3 separate regions of the Mus musculus genome follow, and regions 2 and 3 are each linked to region 1. The links are chromatin contacts, called in public HiChIP or PLAC-seq maps. All regions are on one chromosome and are shown on one strand. The core of a region is the stretch at or near the end of the contact, and the rest is flanking DNA. Distances in the headings are between cores, read along the strand shown.

The links. HiChIP or PLAC-seq counts read pairs in DNA pulled down with a chosen protein or histone mark.
Region 2: an H3K27ac HiChIP or PLAC-seq map of bone marrow-derived dendritic cells shows a contact between it and region 1, with 2.0 times the contacts expected there. The contact joins the promoter of Bcl3 here to the promoter of Fosb in region 1. A contact is called at or near these places in 4 of 115 datasets of contacts at active chromatin or transcription factors (bone marrow-derived dendritic cells, bone marrow-derived macrophages, memory CD8 T cells and 1 more).
Region 3: a contact with region 1 is called in an H3K27ac HiChIP or PLAC-seq map of regulatory T cell precursor, with 3 times the contacts expected there. The contact joins the promoter of Igsf23 here to the promoter of Fosb in region 1. A contact is called at or near these places in 2 of 115 datasets of contacts at active chromatin or transcription factors (memory CD8 T cells and regulatory T cell precursor).

What each region holds. Positions count from the first base shown.
Region 1 is chr7:19,308,404-19,311,813 of GRCm38.p6, forward strand. Fosb (FBJ osteosarcoma oncogene B) reads right to left here and starts at 1,642. Exons shown (of 4, transcript NM_008036.2): 1 at 903-1,642. The coding sequence starts at 1,028.
Region 2 is chr7:19,820,371-19,824,299 of GRCm38.p6, forward strand. Bcl3 (B cell leukemia/lymphoma 3) reads right to left here and starts at 2,385. Exons shown (of 9, transcript NM_033601.3): 1 at 2,067-2,385. The coding sequence starts at 2,307.
Region 3 is chr7:19,949,347-19,953,073 of GRCm38.p6, forward strand. It overlaps Igsf23 (immunoglobulin superfamily, member 23), which reads right to left and starts at 1,397. Exons shown (of 5, transcript NM_027308.2): 1 at 1,099-1,397. The coding sequence starts at 1,162.

The sequences.
Region 1 (3,410 bases), core at 392-2,891:
AGGCGCTAACACTCAGCCAAAAGCCTCTAGCTTATGACAACAGGACCAGGTCCACACAAGGTCCTCGCAGACCCATGGGGTGACAACGAGTCCCCCGATCGCGACAAGAATCCCCTAGCTCTCCCTCTTGGAGACCCCCAGCACGGGAAGAACCACAAAAAGCAAGGAAGGGAGCTACGCTCTACAAATAGGAAGGGAACGCTGATTGGCTAAAGCTCGCGCCGCGACAGCCAATCACAAAGCCACGCTGCCCCCTCCCTTAGCAACGTGGCCTCGGCGTTCCAAAATAGAACGTGCCCGGGACGTCAGGGGCGGGGCGGGCGGAGGGGGCGCTGCGCGCTGTGCGTGCCCCGCGTCAGACGGAGGATTCCAGCGCGTCAGCCTTTACGCACGGGTCCCCCGTTACGTCTCCGCGCAGGAGGCGGAGGCAGCGTGACCGGGGTTCGAGGCCCTAACTCTTGCTGGGTGGAGGGTGACTGCGGACTTGCAGTCCGCGTTTTGAAGGAAGAGGGAAGAGGAGGAGGCTCCTGGAAGCTTCTCTGGAATTTTTTGTTTCTTTTTCTTCCCCTACTTGCCTAGCTTCGGCTTAGGGAGCCGGCTTTCGGCTAAAAGTTCTCAGCTTCTGCTAACCACCGGGTATATACTTTGCACCGGGCATCGCCAACGTTTGCCCAGCTGCATTCCTTTCCCGCGCTCCGCGCAAATAACCTTTTGCAAACATCACTCCATTCTTTGCAGTTTGCAAACAACAAAAAACCAAAGTGCAAACCGAACTATTGCAATCCCAGATCCTGGGTTTTGGCGCGTCTCTATTTGAGAGGATGCTCAATCTACACTTTAGCCTGAAAGAAACACCCCCCCCCCCAACCACTAAAGTAGAATCTTTACGATCTAAAACTTACCTGGGAGGCGGCGGCGGTGGGTGGACTGCCGAAGGAGTCCACCGAAGACAGGTACTGAGACTCGGCGGAGGGTGATGAGCTACACCGGGAGCCGGAGTCGTAGTCTCCGGGAAAAGCTTGAAACATTTCCCTGGGCACAGGGGGGCCCCTGTGACCACGCTGAGGTCGCCGGGAAGCCAAGGCTATGGCCGAGTGGAATGAGATGCGAGTCCGGAGTAGACCGGACACGTCTCCAAAGTGCGCTGCTCGGGGAAGCTTAGTCTCCGGTTCGGAGAACTGCCCAAGTTTCGATGCAAGTTCCCTCTGCAAGATCCCAGATCCCCTTCAGACCGCCGCTGTACCTCCTGAAAGTCCAGGCTCTGTCGGTTTCACGGGGGGCGACGCGGGGATCGCTCCCCGCCCAGAAACCCGCCGGGCAGTGCCGCGGTGCAGCGTGCGCTTCAGATGCAGTTCCAATCCTGTCGAAGCGTCCCAAGAAATGAGGGAGAGCAGAGGGGCGCGATCCAGAAGCCCACAGAAAGAAAGTCTATCCTCCGGACGAATCGGAAGAACGATCTAGAAAGAGTCTTGCAAAAAGGAAACCCACAAAACTTTCTCTCCAGTTTAAAAATATATATAAATATATATATATAAATTTTTCACGGCCTCCAAGAAGAAGAAAAAGAAAGAGTCACCAGTAGTCAAGTCCAGCAAGCCCCGGCTCCGCGTGTCCCCGGCGTAGCCGCTCCAGTCTTATGAATGAAACCGGGAGCTGCCGGGCTGAATTTATGCCTCCGGGACCCGCCCCCGCGCTTGCGTCACCCGCAACTCCATGCACAAACCTCCCAAACTCTCCCTTCCCGCCGACTGAGCTCCTTGTGGCGCCCTCCAGGGCCTCGTGCACCTGCCACCTGCCCATAGTGTGACCCTGGGGGTCTCGGGGGTCCCCAAGGCTGCGTTCTGAGGGGCTTCGCGGGAGGGGATCCCGCCCCGCCCTCCCCGGAGTTCCTGTGACGCAATTAGCCATATAAGGAGCTCGGCCAGCGCGGCCCAGTGTTTGTTTGGTATCCTAGCAATTACGTCAGAGGGAATCCCTCGCTCCTGCGCGCGCCCGCTGTTGCGCTGTGCGGAACCCGCCCGCGCCTGCGCAGTTCCACGCTGTCCCGGAGGCTGAGATTGACAGGCGCCTAAACTCCCTCAGAAGGCCCCTGCTGACCCGGGTTGGAGAAGGTGCAACTCCAGATCCCAGGTCTGCTTATACCCCTGGGACCCCACCCTCCCCAAACCGGTGCAGCGCCCCTGCTGGTGAAAAAGAGCAAGGTCCCCAGTGCAGATTCTGGCGAGAGGGGTATAATCAGTCTAGGTGGGGAAACTGAGGCTCAGGAGGAATTGGAGAGTCTGTGATATCTCCAGGTGTAGGGATGGGTAAGGATGCAGTCCCCTCCCCACTAGCTTTGTCACGGATTCTGTGTGACTCGGTGAGCTTGGAAAATGTGCTCCCTCCCTGATCTAAAACTTCAGTACTCATAGCTAAGCAAAGGATAGGTGGCTTTTCCGGGTCCCTGAATCTGGGGGACCTGCAGAATTGGAGCAGGTAGGAACCCACACCCGGTGAGTTCTTCAGGCTTGATGGTGTTGGAAGCCTCTCCTTCCCACTTAGCTCAGGAGACAGAAAAGAAAGTGTGTATACAATAATAATTGAACAATAATAATTGGTGGTGTCTGGTGGTGGTGGCAGCTGCGGCAGCAGCACACATCTTTAATCCCAGCAGAAGCAGGGAGATCTCTGTGAGTTCGAAACCAGCTTGTTCTACAGAGTGAGTTCCAGGACAGCCAGGGCTACACAGAGAAACCCTGTCTCGAAAAATAAATAAATAAAATACTAGTGCATTAATATAATCGGTGGCATGTGTTTAGCAATCAGCAGGTATCAGCCCCAGCAAGATGGTTCACAGGTAAAGGAGCTTGCTACACATACCTGACAACCTGAGTCCCATCCCTGGGACTCACGGTGGAAGAAGAAAAATGACTCCTAAAAATTGTTCTCTGATCTCCACATGCATGCAAAGACAGAAAACAACCAGTACTCATATGTAGTAATAATAATAATAATAATAATAATATCAATATTAATGATTTAAACAAAAGGGGATGTGAGGGCGGGAATGTAGCTTAAAGTGGAATGAATGTCTAGCATGTGTGAAGTCCTGGGTTCTATCCACATCCAGAAGGAAAGAATATATATACACGTATTGTGAACATCCCCTCCCCCTATTGTGAACATCCCCTCCTCTTTCTACCCTTTGCCCTCCTCCTTTCTCTGTCTGTTTTTGAGATGGGGTCTCATTATGTACCACCTTTGGCCTGGAATTCATTCTGTAGGCCAGGATGACCTCTACCTCTTGAGTGTTGGAGTTAAAGGCACCTTCCACCATGCCAGGCATATCTGATCTTATGTCCTGCTTGTTTGTTTGTTTGTTTGTTTTTAAAACAAAGACTAGAATTTACTATGTACCCAAGGATGACAAT
Region 2 (3,929 bases), core at 1,135-3,634, 510 kb after region 1:
TGATTCCTCCTGCCTGAATCTCCTCAGTGCTGTCCTGTATCACTTCACCTACTATTAGATTTTTTTTCTTTAAAAAATAGAGATTTATTTTCAAAGTTTCTATGTATGTGTGTGTGTGTCTGTGTATGTTTTGTGTACCACATTTGTGCGTGTGCCCACAGAGGCCATTAGAGGGCGCCAGATCCTCTTAAACTGGAGTTAACAAGCAGTGGTAAGTCCTCACAACATGGGTTCTGGGATCTGAACTCAAGCCCACTGTAAAAACAGTGAATACTTTTAATGGCTGAGCCATATTCCCTGTCCCAACCCCCCCCCCCCCCACTTTTTAAAGATCTATTTTTAGTCACTACTTTTTAAGGCTGTATTCACTTTTTTAATGCATATGAATGTTTTGCCTGAGTGTGTACCACATGCCTGCCTGACCCTCTCAGAGGCCAGAAGAGGGCATTGCATTCTCAGAACTGTGAGCTGAAAGATGTGGATGCTGGAAACAAGCTCTAGTCCTCTGCAAGAGCTCCAGAGGCTTTTAACCACTAAACCACCTCTTTGGCCCCCATCCCTTCTTTGAAACGTTGTGTCACTATGGAGCCCAGACTGGCCTCAAACTCAAAAAGATCCTCCTGCCTCAGCTTCCCAAATGCTAGGATTACAGGCATGCAGCACCATGTTGACTACCCCAGGTTCTGTTAGCTTCTCAGACTTGGCCCTCAACACCCAAGATAATGTTCTTGTTCGTGCCCCTCCTCCCTGCTCCTGCACCCTCCATCCCTCACCTCTAACCTCCATCCCTCACCTCTAGCCCCCACCCCTCACCTCTAACCCCCACCCCTCACCTCTAGTCCCCACCCCTCACCTCTAACCCCCACCCCTCACCTCTAGCCCCCATCCCTCACCTCTAGCCCCCATCCCTTACCCTAACCTTCATTCCTTATTCCTATTCCTTCCTACATCACATCTCTTCTCTCACAAATGTCTGACCTCCATCTACAGAAAGGACCCTTAAGGGCAGAGAGAGCCCTGTCACCACCCAGCAGGGGACTTCAGTTATAAGATTACACTGTGAGTAATTAGCTGAAGGAATAAATGACAAGCTAATATCTGGGTGTAGGGGATCTGGGGAGTTGGGGCTGTCAGAAAACTTGTCCTTTAGAACCCTTTTGGATGACAACGTTGGGAAGGGTCATTGCACAGATGGGGAAATGGAGGGCAGGGTTCTCATCAGATGGAGAAGGTCTCTTGTTACATAGTGTCCTCCTGCTGGAGCATGATAGGTAGTAGCTGAAGAACCTGGAGGGCCCAGAGACCTCAGCAGCGCTGGGGTATTTAGCAGATAGTAATGTGCCTACTGCAGGTGGATGTCCCTTCCTGGATATAAAAGTTGAAGAGAAAGGTATCCGGTTTCTTGCTGTCTGACCAGCTCTGGGGTTCCCTTTCTAAAGTCCCCCCTTCCCAGGTCCCCGAATCCCTCTCCTTGGACCGAAGCCCTTCAGTTTCTAAATTCCTTGTGTTCCCTCTCTTAGAACCCTCAGTCCCCAAGCCTGCCCCTAGGGCCACCTGACCCAGGGACACTTGTGAGTGCTCACAACTAGCCTGCAGAATGCAGTCACTATCGCCCTAAGACCTCGGTTCCCAGGATTTTAACCTACCGTATCAGCCTCCTTGGATCCTGGGTCCATTTCTATTCATCTCCCCATATCTGCTTACCAGAACCCCAGTTTCCAAGGTCCGAGTGACGATTATTCATAGTTCTGAACATCTGGTCTCTCCCAACCAGATATTCTGCGTCTCTGGAGTGTCTTGGGATCCCATATCTGCGACACTGGACGCTGTCTTCTGACCCCCATTCCCCAAGGCCATTTGACCCTTGGGCACCTGCCTGGGTGAACTTCTTGGCACGCCCATGGCTGAGCTCCAGGGCCTCTCAACCTCTTTCCTAGCTGTCTTTGGGTCATCAACTTGCACCCTGGAGTCCCAGCTACCAGGAACCCCAACTATTTGTGTCCTGTGTTCTGCTGACCTTAGGTGGCCCCCACCCGGCCCTGACTTTCATGGGGGAGGCCACTCACCCTGGTAGTAAAGGGCCTCCGGCCTGGCCACACAGTGGGGGGGCCCAGGGACAACCGGGACGTCGCAGCCGCTGCGCAGGGCGTCCAGGGGTCCAGCGGGGCTGCGCGTGGTTGCGGGCTCTGGGGACGCGGGGCGCAGCGGGCGTTTGCGGAGTGGCAGCGCGGCGCCCGGGGTGCCCTTGGGCCGGGTGCGCAGGTCCACGGGCCCCTCGTCCATGGCCCCCGCGGGGCATCGGGGCATCGGGCCGCCCGGAGACGCCGGGGCGTGCGGCGAGCTCGGCACGGGAAGGCGGTCTCGCCGGGCAGCGGGACTTCCCCTGCCGCCGACTGAACTGAAGGGACTTTTGTCAGTCGGGGCGGCGCCCGCCTCCCGCCTCCCCGCCCCCGGGCCCCCGGGGCCACCCGTCCGCCCCAGGGGTTTCCTGGACCCGCGTCTCGGAGGCGGAGCTCCTGGTCCCCACCCGCCACTCTGCTCATTGTGCCTCTGGCCGGGAGCTCTGTCTGGGTCTGAGTCCTTGAGATTCTCACATCTTCTGTCTGTCTCTCGCTTTGTTAGACTGGAGCTCCTGTAGCCCAGGCTAGTCTCGAACTCACTATGTAGTAGAGGGTGGTCTTGAACTTCTGTTCCTCCTGTTTCAACCTCCTGAGTGCTGAAATGACACTTGCACTACTGTGCCTTGATCTATTTGTCTGTCTGTCTATCTATCTATCTATCTATCTATCTATCTATCTATCTATCTATCTATCTATCTATCTTTCCAGCCAGCCAGCCTGCCTTCCTTCCTTCCTTCCTTTCTTTTTTTCTTGGACCATGGATCGAAGGCTAGCCTTAAATTTGCTGTGTAGCGGAAGATGACCTTGAACTCCTGATCCTCCCTCCTCTACCTCCCATCTCGCCTGGGACACCATAACCGGCAAACGTTTCTGTTGGCTGGTGGGGGGGGGGGGAGGCTCCTGCGTGCTAGGGATCCATACTTCTAAGCCCCTCCCCCAAATCCCCCATCTCTGAATCTCTTGGCTGTGTCTGGCGATCGCTTCTACTTTTGTGAGCACCTTCCCCTCCCACTGGTCCCATCTTTCCTTTAGTATTTCTGACTCTTTCAGCCATCTCCCTTAGTGCCAACTCTGAAGTCCTTAGAGGCCACAGGGTTGCTAGGGCATGGGTCTGAATCCTGAGTCCTACTTCCTCTTGGGTGACCTTGGCCATGCACTTCTCCCTCTGAGCCGTTTCCTTTTTGCAATGCTGGAGCCTAGGAGCTTGTGCACTTGAGCGATCTCCCAGCCCTCTTTGCGTTCCGTTTTAAGACTAAGCTGTTCGGACTGGCTTTGCCTTTGTTCTGTAGCCCAGGATGGCTTAGAACCTGAATCTTCCTGTCTGAGGTGGGATGCAGGTCTGCACCATCAGGGTGAGCCCAGACTCACTCTTTGTGCGAGAGAAAAGCCCAGCCCAAGGCAGAGACTGGTTCTTGGCAGAAAGTAGCCACCCTCTGCCTTCCTCATGCCTCCTAACTCGCAGGGCACAGGATAGCTAGGGGTGCAGGAGAGCTCTGAATGTGTCTCCTTGCCAGGTCCCTGCACCCAGCCAGAGGCCTCAAAGAACGAAACGCCAATGAATCCCAGATGCAGAGAGAGAGAGGAGATTTGGAGACAGATCCTGAGAGATGCAAGTGTAGATAGGGAGAGTTAAGAGTTTGGACCAGCAGGCCTCACTTAGGGCTCAAGGCCAGACAACTGTGGGGGTTGGGGGGTGTAGGTTGACTCCCTCAGCTTTCCCCACTTCCCTTCCCACCCCAAGGAGGGGCTGGCTGGTGGGGAACAGGCCGGGCTGGTTGGGGCCCTGACTCAAACCCGCTGGAGCCGGGG
Region 3 (3,727 bases), core at 147-2,646, 640 kb after region 1:
TTGTCCAGTGTGGAACTGCAGCCGAACCCAACCACGCGAGTTCCCAGGAAGCCTTGTCCCATGAACCACACACCACTTTCCCCCCTTGACTTCCGATGATGCATTGGCTAGCACTGCCTCGAACTTCCTAGCAAGCACTGGATGCAATTCTGTCCCAAGATGCTAACACTACCTTGGTGGCGGGTGCAGTTACAATGGTGGTGCTGACTTCCTCATGGAGCGTAGGAGTTTGTCTTTCATGTCTGTTGAGCTATCTCACTCAAATACCCCTAAATTCCCATGTTTTTTCTTTTTGAGACAAGCTCTCATGTAGCCCAGGCTAGCCTTAAGCTCACAATATAACCGGGTTTGACTTGAACTCCTCATCCTCCTGCTTCCTCCCTAATGCTGGGACTCCTGTGTATATCAGCACACATGGTTTATCTGGAAGCCAGGGCCTCCTAAGCTAGGTGCGCACTGGACCAACTGAGACCGGCCTCAGGACCTGGTATATGAATGTTCGTATTGTTAGTTTGTTTGAGACAAGGTCTTGCTATGTAGTCCTGACTAGTGTGGCCTTCACTGAGTAGCATAGGTTGGCCTCGAATTCACAGCAATCCTCCCGTCTTAGTCTTCCCGGCTCTGAGATAATGCTGGGCTGTGATAATTTTATTAGGGCCGTGCTGCTCTGGCAGAAAGGGACAGGGCTCTGGAATTCTAACTCTGATCTTTGCCAGTCCTGGGTGATTAGCAGGGGAAGGTCCCTCTCTGATCTTCTAATTCTTCTTTGTAAAAAGAACTAGCACCTCCCCTGAGGCAGGCAGGATGTGACTGAGGTAAAGAGCCGGGCAGTGTAGGCACACACCTGTGCCCTCAGCGGTGGGGGGAGGGGCAGAGCTGAAGCAGGAGGATTGCAGGAACTTCTGAGCTATGCCGCGGAGTGGGCCTACCTAGCAAGACTAAAAAGGATCCCGCTCCACAACAAAAAGATTGCTGGCGAATTTGGAGCGCTCCGGTTTCATAACCAGGAGTTCTGTGCTGCGATCTATGTGGGCTCTCTGAGGGTGTCCCTTCTTTGTCCCCAGCCCGAGGTGAAGCCATGTTCGCTCTCTCACGAACCTGTTAGTAGAAGCGTCTCCCAGGCAGGAATGAGGCCACGGCCTGAGTCCCGAAGACAGTTCATGTCGTCCTCTGCCCTTGGACCTCTCAGGGAATTCTGGTAGAAGAACCTCGAGGACCCAGCCCCACTCCTCCGCAGACAGGGTCTCTGCCCTTGCTCCACCTCCTGCTAGGAGTCCCGCCTCAGCCTCTTCCTCCAGCACCCCTATTAGTGGTGGGAGGGGAGTGGGCTAACCTACGCTTTAGCATAGAGAATTCTAGGGTCCCCCGTCCTCTATAACCGGCGCAGACTGAATGCTGAGGAAGAAGGATGTGGCACTATACATAGCCTTCCCCTTGCCCGCGTCAGACGGGACTGAGGTCAAAGGTCAACTCGATAGGAGGCAGCTGGAGCCCTCCCCTTGGCTACACTGCCAGGTTCTCTATCAGCCAGCTCTGAGCCCAGCCCCTCTCTGGAAAATGACAGTGTGCCACAATCAGAGAGACATGGCCCAAGGGCCAGAACATTCCAGGCACTTGGTTAGGTGAATGGCAGTGGCTGCTAAAATTGAGCTATTTTTTTTGTTTGGTATTGTCGTTAGTGGTGTGTGTGTGTTTAAGTCAGAGTGTGCTTATTATTTGTCAACTTGACGTAAACCTAGACATATTTGGGAATAAAGAATCTCAGTTGGGTAGGCTGGAGAGATGGCTCAGCGGTTAAGAGCACTGACTGCTCTTCCAGAGGTCTTGAGTTCAAATCCCAGCAACCACATGGTGGCTCACAACCATCTGTAATGGGATTTGATGCCTTCTCCTGGTGTGTATGAAGACAGCTACAGTGTACTCATATAAATAAAATAAATAACTCTTTAGCCGGGTGTGGTGGAGCATGTCTTTAATCCCAGCACGGGCAGGGGCAGGGGCAGGGGCAGGGGCAGGGGCAGGGGCAGGGGCAGGGGCAGGGGCAGGGGCAGGGGCAGGGGCAGGGGCAGGGGCAGGGGCAGGGGCAGGGGCAGGGGCATTTCTGAGTTCGAGGCCAGCCTGGTCTACAGAGTGAGTTCCAGGACAGCCAGGGCTACACAGAGAAACCCTGTCTCGAAAACAAAACAAAACAAAACAAAACAAAACAAAACAAAACAAAACAAAACAAAACAAAACAAAACAAAACAAAACAAAACAAAACATCTCAGTTGGGGACTTGCCTCCATTAGATTGGCCTGTGAGAATATCTATAGGGCATTTGTGCTCTCTCTCTCTCTCTTCCTTCCTTCTTTTTTTTTCTTTGAGACAGGGTTTCTCTGTGTAGCCCTGGCTATCATGGAACCCTTGCTGTAAATCAGGCTGGCTGGCCTGCCTGCCTCTGCCTCCCTTGCTGGGACTACAGGTGTGTACCACCACAACCTGGCCTGGAATTTTCTTGATTCATGGCTGATATAGGAGGACCCATTCCACCTGGCAGGTGCCACCCCCAGGCAGGTCTTCCTGGAGTATATAAGAAACCAGGCTGAGCAAGCTGTGAGGGACCAACTGTGAGGGGCAAACTGTGAGGGGCCAGCTGTGAGGGGCCAGCTGTGAGGAGCCAGCTGTGAGGGGCAAGCTGTGAGGGGCAAACTGTGAGGGGCCAGCTGTGAGGGGCCAGCTGTGAGGGGCCAGCTGTGAGGGGCAAGCTGTGAGGGGCAAACTGTGAGGGGCAAACTGTGAGGGGCCAGCTGTGAGAGGCCAGCTGTGAGGGGCCAGCTGTGAGGGGCAAGTTAGGGAGTAGTTTTCCTCCATGGCTCCTGCTTCAGTTTCTTCCTCCAGGGTCCTGCCTTGAGTTCTTGCCCTGACTTACCTCACTGAAGGACCTGAGAATTGTAAGCCAAAACAAAGCCTTGCCCACTCAAATGGCTTTTGGTCACGGTGTTTTGTCACAGCAGTAGAAATCCTAACTAAGACATGGGGTATTACCATGTAGCCCTGGCTTGTCTGGAATTTGCTATGTAGACCAGGCTGGCCTCAAACTCACAGAGACCCACCTGCTTCTTCTTCCCCAGTGCTGGGATTAAAGGCCTTCGCCACCACAGTGGGCCTATATTATTGTTTTTGAACAGGCTCTCATGTGGCCTAAGCTGGCCTCAACTTCTCATATACAGCCAAGGCTGGCCTTGAATGCCTGACCATCTGCCTCCATGTCTGGAATAATGGATTCTGGACTGCTTGTTAGTGAATAAGAGAATGAAGAATTGATTGCGTCAGATAGGAGTGCCAGGATTTTAACTCAAATCCCCGTGACTCACAAGCTCATGCTTTCTCTCCCAGACACAGGTCCGCCCCGGGGGCAAAGGTCACTCAGGACTCTAATAATAACCATTATCGGATGACTCGGTTATTTATTGTCATTTACTACGCGGCAGGCTCAGTGATTTCTCTGTAGTTGTTTGAGCTGATTGGTTTTGTTTAATCAACTTGACACAAGCTAGGACTGTTGAGGTCTGCCCCCTTCAGCATAGCTGCAGCCATTTTGTTCCATGCCTGCCAGCTATCCCATACTATCCCTGTGATATGCCTGCCTGTCAGTGACACAGAAAAATAACTTGACTCAGAGCAGGGTCATATTGGCCACATACCCCGTTATGTTCTGTGTTAAGAGGTTTGTTAATCTTAAGAAATT